2 separate regions of the Mus musculus genome follow, and region 2 is linked to region 1. Evidence: chromatin contacts called from public promoter capture Hi-C data. All regions are on one chromosome and are shown on one strand. The core of a region is the stretch at or near the end of the contact, and the rest is flanking DNA. Distances in the headings are between cores, read along the strand shown. Region 1 holds the start of Cth (cystathionase (cystathionine gamma-lyase)). Region 2 overlaps Srsf11 (serine and arginine-rich splicing factor 11).

What was found. Promoter capture Hi-C pulls out the DNA fragments that hold promoters and counts their contacts.
Region 2: a promoter capture Hi-C map of epiblast stem cells shows a contact between it and region 1, with 3 times the contacts expected there. The contact joins the enhancer-like site here to the promoter of Cth in region 1. A contact is called at or near these places in 8 of 39 promoter capture datasets (the 3T3-L1 cell line, 3T3-L1-derived adipocytes, the C10 cell line and 4 more), 12 of 484 Hi-C or Micro-C datasets (embryonic stem cells, liver, stem cell-derived epiblast-like cells and 2 more), 14 of 115 datasets of contacts at active chromatin or transcription factors (the 230-238 cell line, CD8 T cells, the SCID.adh cell line and 4 more) and 4 of 9 other capture datasets (adipose tissue, embryonic stem cells, liver and 1 more).

The regions. Positions count from the first base shown.
Region 1 is chr3:157,923,117-157,928,441 of GRCm38.p6, reverse strand. Cth (cystathionase (cystathionine gamma-lyase)) reads left to right here and starts at 3,379. Exons shown (of 12, transcript NM_145953.2): 1 at 3,379-3,576. The coding sequence starts at 3,412. 1810013D15Rik (a long non-coding RNA gene) reads right to left here and starts at 3,234. Exons shown (of 6, transcript XR_867796.2): 1 at 3,096-3,234; 2 at 2,196-2,339; 3 at 1,417-1,653; 4 at 1-79.
Region 2 is chr3:158,008,255-158,013,703 of GRCm38.p6, reverse strand. It overlaps Srsf11 (serine and arginine-rich splicing factor 11), which reads left to right. Exons shown (of 13, transcript NM_001379531.1): 11 at 808-924; 12 at 1,256-1,394; 13 at 1,501-2,785. The coding sequence ends at 1,695. Among named protein-coding and RNA genes, the nearest start is that of Srsf11, 26 kb to the left of the region's middle. Within about 2 kb of position 3,568, at least 14 of the 459 cell types and tissues checked have an H3K27ac peak or open chromatin away from gene starts, as enhancers often do. A contact at or near this core is called in epiblast stem cells, where this site is marked.

The DNA.
Region 1 (5,325 bases), core at 2,130-4,629:
CTGGAAGCTCATGGGCACAGGAGGGGCGTGGACCAATCTGCCGAAAAGCAGACATCCTTGAAAAGGTGGGTGTATGTTCCTGTGAGAGAAATATCACACATCGAATCAGAGTGTAAGACTGGTACAAAGATTCTACACCACCCGTTCTCCATTGATCCAGTTACCTCACATTCAGCCCTATTTCTTCAAAGGCCCATCACACAAGGAGTTTCCACCACACTAACTCCAAAGCCATAGCAATGGCTTCCATGGTGTAGCTATGTTAAATGTAAAAAGCCCCTAGGTATGTGGGGAAGCTGGGAGGCAGTGGGGAAACTGAGTTAGTTCACATCACCTTCTCTGTGAGGATGGCAAGAAGAGACTGAGGAAGGAAGTTCTGGAGTGGGGATTTTAGAGAGAATGACACTACCCGGTTCAGATCTGTCGTCCCATCACCTGAAGAGCCAATCAGGGATACTGCACTCAGAGTTAGCGTACTCTACACAACGGAACCTCCCCAACAAGTGAGGCAACTAGAAATTTATCGTGGACATTTTCTATTTCTTCTCTTTTATTCTTTGAGACAGGCTCTGATGTAGCCCAGGCCGGCCTGGAACTAACTCACCATGTAGCTACTTGAGGATGACGAACTCTAGATTCTCCCTGCAGCAGTACTGTGAGTGTTCTGTTACCTTCTCCATAACGAGCAGCAAAGCAAACCCTGCCAGCCAGCCAGCCCAGTGTCTCTCAGTGGTTGACTGTTTTTCAACTTCTTAGTGTCAAACTGTGCTATTTTACATTATTTCCTATTCTGCTTTTTTTTTTTTTTTTAAATTATAGATGGGGCTGGAGGTGGACTCAGATAAAAAAAAAAAAGTGCTTGCCTAACATGCAGGAAGCCATGAACTCTCCTGACCACATAAAACCAAGCATAGCAGCGTACACAGGAGGCAGGAGGGGCAGATATAAGACCATCCGCTGCTAGTTTGAGGCCAGCTTTGAGAAACAGGAGACCTTGTCTCAAAACACAAGACAAGAAGGAAAGAACATATGCCCTTCCTCAAACCCACACCCAAGAGGAATCCATGGGTTAGCAGTGTTATGATAATTTCATGATGGTGTTAACCGGTGCTCTAAAGAAAAAAAAAAATCAGCATTCAGAAGACATTCACTGTATTTAAAGTGGCCATCACTCATTTACTTTAAAAGTTTTTCTAGTTGGGTGCAGTAAAGATTGCCATGAGTTTAAGGTCTGCAAGGGCTACAGTATGAGACCATGTCTCAAAAGAAAAAAACCTTATTTTACTTTATATATATGAAATGTTAAGGAATTTATTTTTTCCTGAAGATCTGTGGTTTCTGCCACCACAGTTGTTTCAGATGTCAGATCAAACATAAAAGGCATGCAGCTCAGCATGTGCTCCTGGATTCACATACTCCTTTGCAGTTCTCTTTGCTGTCTTGGAAACAGGAGACTGTGTCTGTTTTCTTCAGTGCTTCTGCTCATTGGCCACTCTGTGCGTCTGTCATAGATCTAGCTAGTTGGACTCTGAAGGATGGGAAGTTAAGTGCTTTCCGTTATTCTAGCTGAGAGGTATGGAGTCACTCATGCTCAGCTTTGCACACAGGTCAGATGATGTCTGAGAGAGAAATTCCTGGGTGGAAGGGACATTCCTGTGAATAGAGAAATTTAAATCTTGGGCTGCCACCCCACAGCTTCCTCTAACTTTATCAGAAGCCTCTCATTTAGAAAGTCTGTATAAGGGCCACTTTTCAAAGACCTCTTTGTGACAGTTACACTAAATAAAATGTCCAGTGGGAAGATGGCTCAGTGGGTAAATGCTTGCCGCACAGCCTGACACCCTGTGTTCTATCTCCAGCATCTACCTTTGTGCTGCTGTGTATCTGTAATAGCAGCTCTCCTACTGTAGAAGACAGAGAATCCACTGAAGCTCCTGGGTGGTCTAGCCTGGGGTAAGCAGTGCAAAGACCCTGCGTCAACAGGGAGGTGGAAGACTGTCCTCTGACCTCTATGGGTGTGCCACACATTCCTCTGCACTCTCAAATACGATAAACAGACAAGTATACAAACAAATAGAAAACATCCATGTTTGTATAACCCAGGGCTTACCAACTGTACTTAGAACTGGACTCAGAACTGTTTCAGGCCCTTCTACTCCTCGGTGTTTTCTGTGATCTCATCAAAATGTACTTACGTCTTTAGAGATGGCTCAGGGAGCAAGAGCATTGCCCGCAGGAGCATTGGTTCCAGAGCACCAGGGCTTGGCTTTCTCTCCCACACGCAGATCACATCTGTTTCCAAATGCAGTTCCAGGGGAATCCAACAGCCTTTCTGACCTCTGTAGACATCAAGTATGCATGTGGTGCAATACACACACACACACACACACACACACACACACACACACAAACACATCGTTAAAATATACTCAGGCTGAGAACATACTTTAAAAGGAGAAATACTAATCAAGCAAGCATGGTAACCCGTTAGTGTTTCAGAGGCTACCCGCTTCCCCTGTGCCTCTGGCAGTGTACACTTGGTTCTGGAAGGTGATTGTGTCTGGAGCTAATTTGAAAAGCATACTGATTGTGTTTGCTCTTCGTAGCTTTTCCAAACCGTAGCTTTTAAAATCAGTTGTTTATTCCTTAACACCTTCCAAATTCGTTCAACAGTGTTTCAAAGTTTTAGGTTCGGGCTGGTGAGATGGCTCAACAGGTAAGAGCACCCGACTGCTCTTCTGAAGGTCCTGAGTTCAAATCCCGGCAACCACATGGTGGCTCACAACCATCCGTAACGAGATCTGACTCCCTCTTCTGGTGTGTCTGAAGACAGCTACAGTGTACTTACATATAATAATAAGTAAATATAAATAAATCTTAAAAAAAAAAAACAAAAAAAAAAACAAAGTTTTAGGTTCGACTTCCCAGGTACAGAAACTCCTTAAATTCCCCAGTTCTCGGACAAGGTGTAAAATTAGGTCAAAGCTACGTCTTTTTGGGAGCAAAGCTTGGGCCTTAAGGCCTGATCTTGGCCAGAGTAGAGACGCGGGCGCTGGTGGCACAGCTGTGGCGGTCCTCAGATCCGAGGGAAGCACCTGCCTGCGTGACCCTTGCCGGAACTCTGGGGCCACGCGAGGCTGCTGGAGGTTGCGTCCCTATCCTGCAGACAAAGGGGATCTCTGGGCTGAGTGCTGCACCTCAGTGCTGAGGTGTCCCACGTGGGCACTGCTCTGTGCCACTGGGAGGCGGGGCAGGAACGATCGGGGCAACACCTCCACTGCCGACCAATAAGCAGGGCCGCTGCCTAGGGACCAGCGATGATTGGTTGCGTCGGCCCCTCCCCACCCTGGATATAAGCGCCAAAGTCCAGAAGGTTTTAGCCAAAGCAACACCTCGCACTCCTGCCCCAGCATGCAGAAGGACGCCTCTTTGAGCGGCTTCCTGCCTAGTTTCCAGCATTTCGCCACTCAGGCCATCCACGTGGGACAAGAGCCTGAGCAATGGAATTCTCGTGCCGTGGTGCTGCCCATTTCGTTGGCCACCACATTTAAGCAGGACTTCCCGGGCCAGTCCTCGGTAAGCAGCCGGGCAGGGCTGGGCTGACTGTGGGAGCGCTCGGGACATGCGCTCTCTGCGATTTTCAGTTAAAAACCAGAACTGTAAGTTGTTGAATTCTGTAGCATCGAAGCTACCTGCAGCCAGTCCTACTTTGAAAAATGAAGGCTCTTGGGCTGGTGAAATGGCTCAGCAGTCGTGCTGACTAGTTTTATATCAACTTGACTCAAGCGAGAGAGGAGGGGACCTCGATTGAGACAATGCCTCCAGTAGATCAGGCTGCAAGCAGGCATTTTCTTAATTAGAGATTGATGGGGGAGGATAAGTCCATGGTGGGTGCCCCCCCCCCCCAGGCTAGTGGCCCTGCGTTCTATAAGAAGTTGGGTGAACGAGCCAGTAAGAAGCCACCTCTCCGTGGCCTCTGCATTAGTTCTTGCCTCCAGGTTCCTGTCCTAACTGCTTTCCATGGTGAACTGTTAAATGGAAGTAAAATAAAAAACTCTTTCCTCCCCAAGTTGGTTTGGGCATGGTGTTTATTACAGCAGGTATATAAAGGTGCTTGTCACCAGACCTGACTACTATAATTCAATCCCATAATCTATAGGATGGAAGGAGAGAACCAACTCCTGTAGTTGTTTTTTTTTTGTTGTTTGTTTGTTTGTTTTTGAGACAGGGTTTCTCAGTGTAGCCCTGGCTGTCCTGGAACTCACTTTGTAGACCAGGCTGGCCTCGAACTCAGAAATCCGCCTGCCTCTGCCTCCCAAGTGCTGGGATTAAAGGCATGAACCACCACCTTAGTTGTTCTTTGATGCACCCAAAGGCTTGCACTCTCCCTCTCTCTCCTTCTCTCCCCCCTCCCTCTCTTCTCTCTGTCCCCAGTCTCTTTCACCCACTCCGTCCCTCTCTCCCTGTCCTTCTCTTCCTCCCTCCCCCCTCAGTCTCTTTCTCTTTCTCCTCTCTCTCACACACTAAACAATGAAAATCCTAGAATTAAGATTAGTTTCAGTCGGTATGTTCAGTTAATAGCTAATGTGTATTTATGTACCAAGTGCGTACTTAAAATCTATGTGTGTTACATGTAGAGTCTCACTGAAGGTTAACAAGAAGGATCCTAGCCTGAACTAAGGTCTCAAGTGTTCAAACTGAGATAGCTGAGATAATAGGGTTATAAGATTTAATTTATCTTGAACCCCTCCCTTCTGCAACTGACTCCATGGTGCTGCACTGTAACTGAGCTATGTAATAGTTCAAGCCATTTCATCATCTAAGCCAGCAGTTCTCAACCTCTGGGCTGTGACCCCTTTGGGAGTGGAACAACCCTTTTCAGGGGTTACATGTATCAGGTATTTACATCACGATTCCTAATAGTAGCAAAATTACAGTTTCGAAGTAACAACAAAAATAATTAGTTGGGGGTCACTACACCATGAGGAACTGTATTAAAGGGTCACAGCATCAGGAAGATTGGCAACCATTGATCTAAGTAGTGTGGCTTTGTGATTAAGAGCACATGGGTTTTAATTCTTACATCAGCTTCTCTGACTGAGTAACCTGGAGGAAGCTATTTAACCCATCCAAGACTTGAGATGACCTTGTGTAAACTGGGATAATGATAGAACACACTACACAAGCTGTTACTGTTGTAACATTTCTAAATTTTGTAGTACACACTTAGGAGTACTTTGGTGTTTGCAGTCTTCCTGCCTTGTTATTTCCATTTGACCACAGCAGCTAAGTCATAGGGCAGGGGTTAAATCCTTTTATAAAAAC
Region 2 (5,449 bases), core at 2,319-4,818, 85 kb before region 1:
ACTGTGTCATTTTAAGGCTCCAGTAACTATATATAAATTATTACAGTCAAGATAGAAGTAATGCAGCAAGCTTTATAGAAAGCTTTCTTAATTAATGTTCAATACCATTTCAGTTGGATGTTCACAGATTCTTGGGTACAGCATTTGCCATGTTTGTGCCATGTTTTTCAAAAACTTGAAAAGTTGGACCAAAGAGTTGAAAACCAATGTTGTAAAATTTTTAGAAGAAAACTAAAATAACAGCGGAGGTTGCGCACGCCTTTAATCCCAGCACTTGGGAGGCAGAGGCAGGCGGATTTCTGAGTTCGAGGCCAGCCAGGGCTACACAGAGAAACCCTGTCTCTAAAAACCAAAAAAAAAAAAAAAAAAATGGGGCTGGAGAGATGGCTCAGCGGTTAAGAGCACTGTCTGCTATTCCAAAGGTCCTGAGTTCAAATCCCAGCGACCACATGGTGGCCCTCTTTTGGGATGTCTGAAGTGTACTTATATATAATAAGTAAATAAATCTTAAAAAAAAAATAAAATAAGCTTTGGTATTCTTGAAGACAGAAGAATGCCAATTCAAGGCTAACTTATGTGACCCTGTCTCAAAAATACCACCAAGAAAGTAAAAATAGTCCAGAGTGCTAGCTGTAGGTCACATTTTTACATTAGATATGATAAAGAATTCCTTCTGGATCTATGTATCACATTAGTCTTTTCTTAAGCTTGAGATTGTTATTGCCTAAAACAGTATTGTGAGGCAGGTCTCGGGCTGTGGAAGCTCCTAGTGGAGCTGCTGAGACCACACTATATTTTAAAGCCTAGTTTGCACGTTTGTGATTCTAGAGAGAGAAGACGACGGCGAAGTAGGAGTGGTACAAGATCCCCTAAAAAGCCCAGGTCTCCTAAAAGAAAGCTGTCTCGCTCACCATCCCCAAGGAGGTAGGGGTATCATTTATATCTGTGATTTGTAATATTTGGGACTAATGTTTTTTAAATTATTAGATTTCTTTTATACATGTGCAGTAATTTTCTTTGGGGGGAATTTAAGGCATTGTTCTCTTGACATTTCTAGTATGTACTTTTTTGGGATGATTAGCACTTTAGGGCTCTATCCAGCTTAAATTCTTACTTTGATTACCCAGCTCTTTGCATCCTTTCTAGAGAGCTTGATTAAGCTCATCATCTTAAGACCTGTTGCTCACTTAGGAATTAAACTGTCAGGAGTTTTTGCAAAGCAACTTTATAAACAGATTTTAACTATTCTTTCTAGACATAAAAAAGAGAAGAAGAAAGATAAGGACAAAGAAAGAAGCAGAGATGAAAGGGAACGATCAACAAGTAAAAAGAAGAGGAGCAAAGACAAGGAGAAGGAGCGAGAAAGGAAGTCTGAGAGTGACAAAGACGTCAAAGTAAGTATACAGGCTGGGGTGCTGACACCATGGTGCTGCTGCTGCTGTTTGACTAAGAAGTGTTTTTCCTTTGAAGAAGCTTATTTTCCCATTCTCCTTGTCAAAGCAGGTGACTCGGGATTATGATGAAGAGGAGCAAGGCTATGACAGTGAGAAGGAAAAGAAAGAGGAGAAGAGACCAACAGAAGCAGTGTCCCCTAAAACAAAGGAGTGCTCTGTGGAGAAGGGGGTGGGCGACCTTCGAGAGTCCAAAGTGAACGGGGATGATCACCACGAAGAAGACATGGATATGAGTGACTGAGCCCAAGGCTGGCTGCAGATGGTCCTCAGTGTCATTCCTTGTGATCTCTAATGCTGTGTGTGTTCATCTCACCTAGGTGTATACAGCTGCACATTACCAATGGCTTCAGAACACCTGATTGTGACCTCTAGTGCTTTATAGCAAAAGCTATAAAGTGGTACCCGGGTGACCAGCATTGCCATGGTTACATCCATTTGCGTGATCAAGCAGCTGTGCAACTGCTGCTTTAACACAGATGAACAGCTGCATGCATCTCCAGCAGGCATGGATTGTCTCTGTCTATGATCCTCAGTGCGTTCACTTAGAATATTTCTAGAGTTTGAGTCCTTGCCGTGATAGAGCCATGTAGGGAATGCACTGATTGCATGTTACCCCAAACGTCATGAAACTTTCTGACACGGTGACCTATTTAATGGTCTTGTTTGTTGACATGACAAATTAACATTCTTAGAGTTACATCTGAAAAAAAACATTTGTGATAGATAAGCCTTTTGAGCCTTGTGGCTAAATTTTTGTGGCTTTGTTTAACTTTCAAAGGTTATATATGCACTAACCTTTTTTGATGGCTAAGTAGGCTTTAAATTACAGTAAAAATTTTTCAAAGAAAACTGGCTGTAAAATATGATGTTTTGAATTAGTTGTTCACTTTTTCATAGCTACTTATGTTTTTCCCCCAATAATTTATTTCACATCTCTACCAGTGAACGCAGCCCATCACTAGAAAATGACCTTGTCCTGATTTTCAGTTTTCAACTTTTAGTTTTTAAAGCTCACTGTTGAACAAGAAGTGGTGGTGCATTTTAAATTGACCTTCATGTGCTTTTAAAATACGACAGCTCTCCTTGATAATGTACTTTTATTTGATCTCAAGTTGTATAAAACCAATAAACTTGTGTTACTTTGATTGCAGTAGTATCTTATGCACAGTGATTCCATGTTATATGCAGACTAGGTAGGCAACTGTTTTCTTAGTTACAAGCTTTACTTTTGTGCAGTTAAAACAAAAGTAGGCTACAGTCTGTGCCATGTTGATGTACAGTTTCTGAAATTGTTTTACAAGACTTTGATAATAAAACCCTTAAACTCACAAGTCATGCTTCTGTAGAGCTGGGTTGTGTTTATTCACAGGTTGAACATATGTCAGCTGCATCATTCCCTGTCTACATATTCAAACAATAACTGGAGTCTACCCCCTTGTTGTAGATGCCTGCAGAATCGTCACCAGTACCTTCTGTCTAAATTATGGTTTAACCTGTGTTTTAGTACAGAACTAAGTTCATCCAACAGTGTCTTAGGAATAAATATGATCTCACCTATACCTAGCAAATTTATATTTTCACTGAAATTACAGAAATTTGCCTTTCTAAAATCGCATGTCGTTGGTCACATTTGTACTGTATTACAATATTAAACAGGTAGATGGCTAGTGTTGGGTGGCTTAGAGAAAGGAAGATTGAGACAAGTTTATAGTCTAAAAGGTTTGGATATAAATTATTAAAATTGAATTCTGGTATATAAAAGCATTTTTCAAGTTTGTATTTGAGTAACTTTTTAAAAGATGGTATGATACTTTTATATTTTGGTTTATGACAAATGCATCAAATTCTAGTAATGGTCTGAGTAACCACTACATTTTAAAACAAAGCTGAATGTAGGTGACATTCACTTAAAAACTTAGTAGATCAAAGAACCATGTGGAACATGGCAAATTCTGTGCAAAACAAAATACTGGCAGTTCAAGTCACAAAAAAGCCTCAGGCTGTGCAGTTTGTGAAAGGTGATAACCTGATGGTAAGCCTGAATGACCTGGGAGGGCTGCAAAGATGAGGTATGCCTGCGTGGGGAGCATCAAACTAGTCAGTAACTGGGAGGAATACCAGAGCAATCAGCCTTCTGTTCTCTTGGGTGGTAGCTGTGCCTTGTGGGAAGTGAGTTCTGACTACACCCACCCTGTCTCTATGAGAAGTGACTGGCTGTTTTCAAACACTCAGCTTATTACTATAGTGAGAATTTATTTCTTTAAAAAACCATGTTTTTAATCCAAGGTGTGGGATATGGGGCTACTTGAGATAGTCCACAGCTGCAGAATGATTTGCCTCTAGCAGATTTTGCCACCTGCAGATAGTTCTGTGTGCCAAGTTTGGTATATAAATGCTATAGCCACCATGGTGGAGGTGGGAGCTACTGATGCTGTTGGTTGATAAGTTGTTTTCAGAAGAATTCAAGATAACCTGATGGCAAAGAGCAAGCCCCATGAAACCTGACACCCTTAATGAGCAGGAAGTTGTCTAACCCTCTCCCCACCTTTTTCTTTTTTTAAATCTAATGTTAGGGGGTTATATTGGAGAGGGGTGGAAGAGCTCAGAAAGTAGCCTATATTTTACTATTTGTGTAGAATATGCCACTAATCTGAGAGTGGTGCCTCTTTAAAACTGGTAGAAGTATGCTTTTGGGTTTTTTGCATGAGAAATTGAGGATCACAAGTGGAGTTCTATAAATCTTTAATCAAGATGTTATCCCAAGATGGAGTTTTTACTTTTCCAGTATTTGAGATACAAAATAATGTAGCTTCCTGGCGGTAATTGTATTTTTTTGAGTCTTTTTAAATACTTCGCAAGCACCCAAAATAATGTCTCATTACATAGAGTCAATGTAATAGTAGTTATCAGAAAAGCAGTTTTGGTTTTTAGAAAGCAATTTGATTCTTAATGACTGAGCTTTGTAACTGGTACTGCAGGTATAACCAGTCAGGGGAAGCAGGGAACCTGGCACCTGAAATAGGCTGGATCCCACAGAGCAGACAAGTGGCCCACATCTTGTTGCTTGTGACTTTGGAGGCGTGGGTGTCATGCAGAGGAAGACTGGTGAGCTGAAGACACCTAAGTCAGAAGTAGAGCTGCTGCTCACAAAGGGATGAACAAAATTGACCTTTGAATTGATCCCAAGAATTCCACCATCCAGTCAACGACACCCTTTAGATAAATAAGTGGGACTATACTATTGATATATCAAGCTTTAAAGCCATATTCACTTGAAAAACATTAAAGCCTGAATGACTGGCAAGTAAGAAGCTGACTTGACTATAAATGCATATAGGCTTACAAGTGCAGAGGGTATAGCAAAGAGGTTAGAAGTGCTGATCAGAGCAAGCTGAAAGGAGCATCTTTGTTTTTACCTAAAGCTAGCCCCCTTGGGTGCAGTGAAATCTAGAACTTGCTGGCATACTGGGAAACTTGTGACAGCTAATGCCTGTTTGTGGCATGAAATGTTTATATAAACCTACAGCTTCACAGTATCAAAATAGAGCATTTCTACTGTCCATTTCTCTCTTGGCAAATTTCACTGTTGTCTGCAAAATAGGACCACCTCCCCGCCGCCCCCCCACCACCACTCAAAGATCCAGATCTCTGTCTGCTATAGACTTAGTGGAAAGTGAGGAGCTTGATTATAGCAGCTCATACAAGACAAGCATGCAGCCAAAATGCTCCATCTGTAACCACTATTTACCTAGTTTAACATAGGGTCTCTTTACTCTGTCCTCTTGATCCTGCTGCCTCAGCCTCCAAGAGCTGGCATACAGTGCCACTATGCCTAACTTGAAAGCCCAGTTCCTGTGAAGCTGTAATTTTGTGATGAACTGCTTGCTATTAGCTACTAATATAGCTTTCAAACCATAAACATACTTTAACTCAGCCACGACACCTGCTATACACTCCTTTTATGAACTGCAGCTCCTCTGCCCAAGAATGTCTAC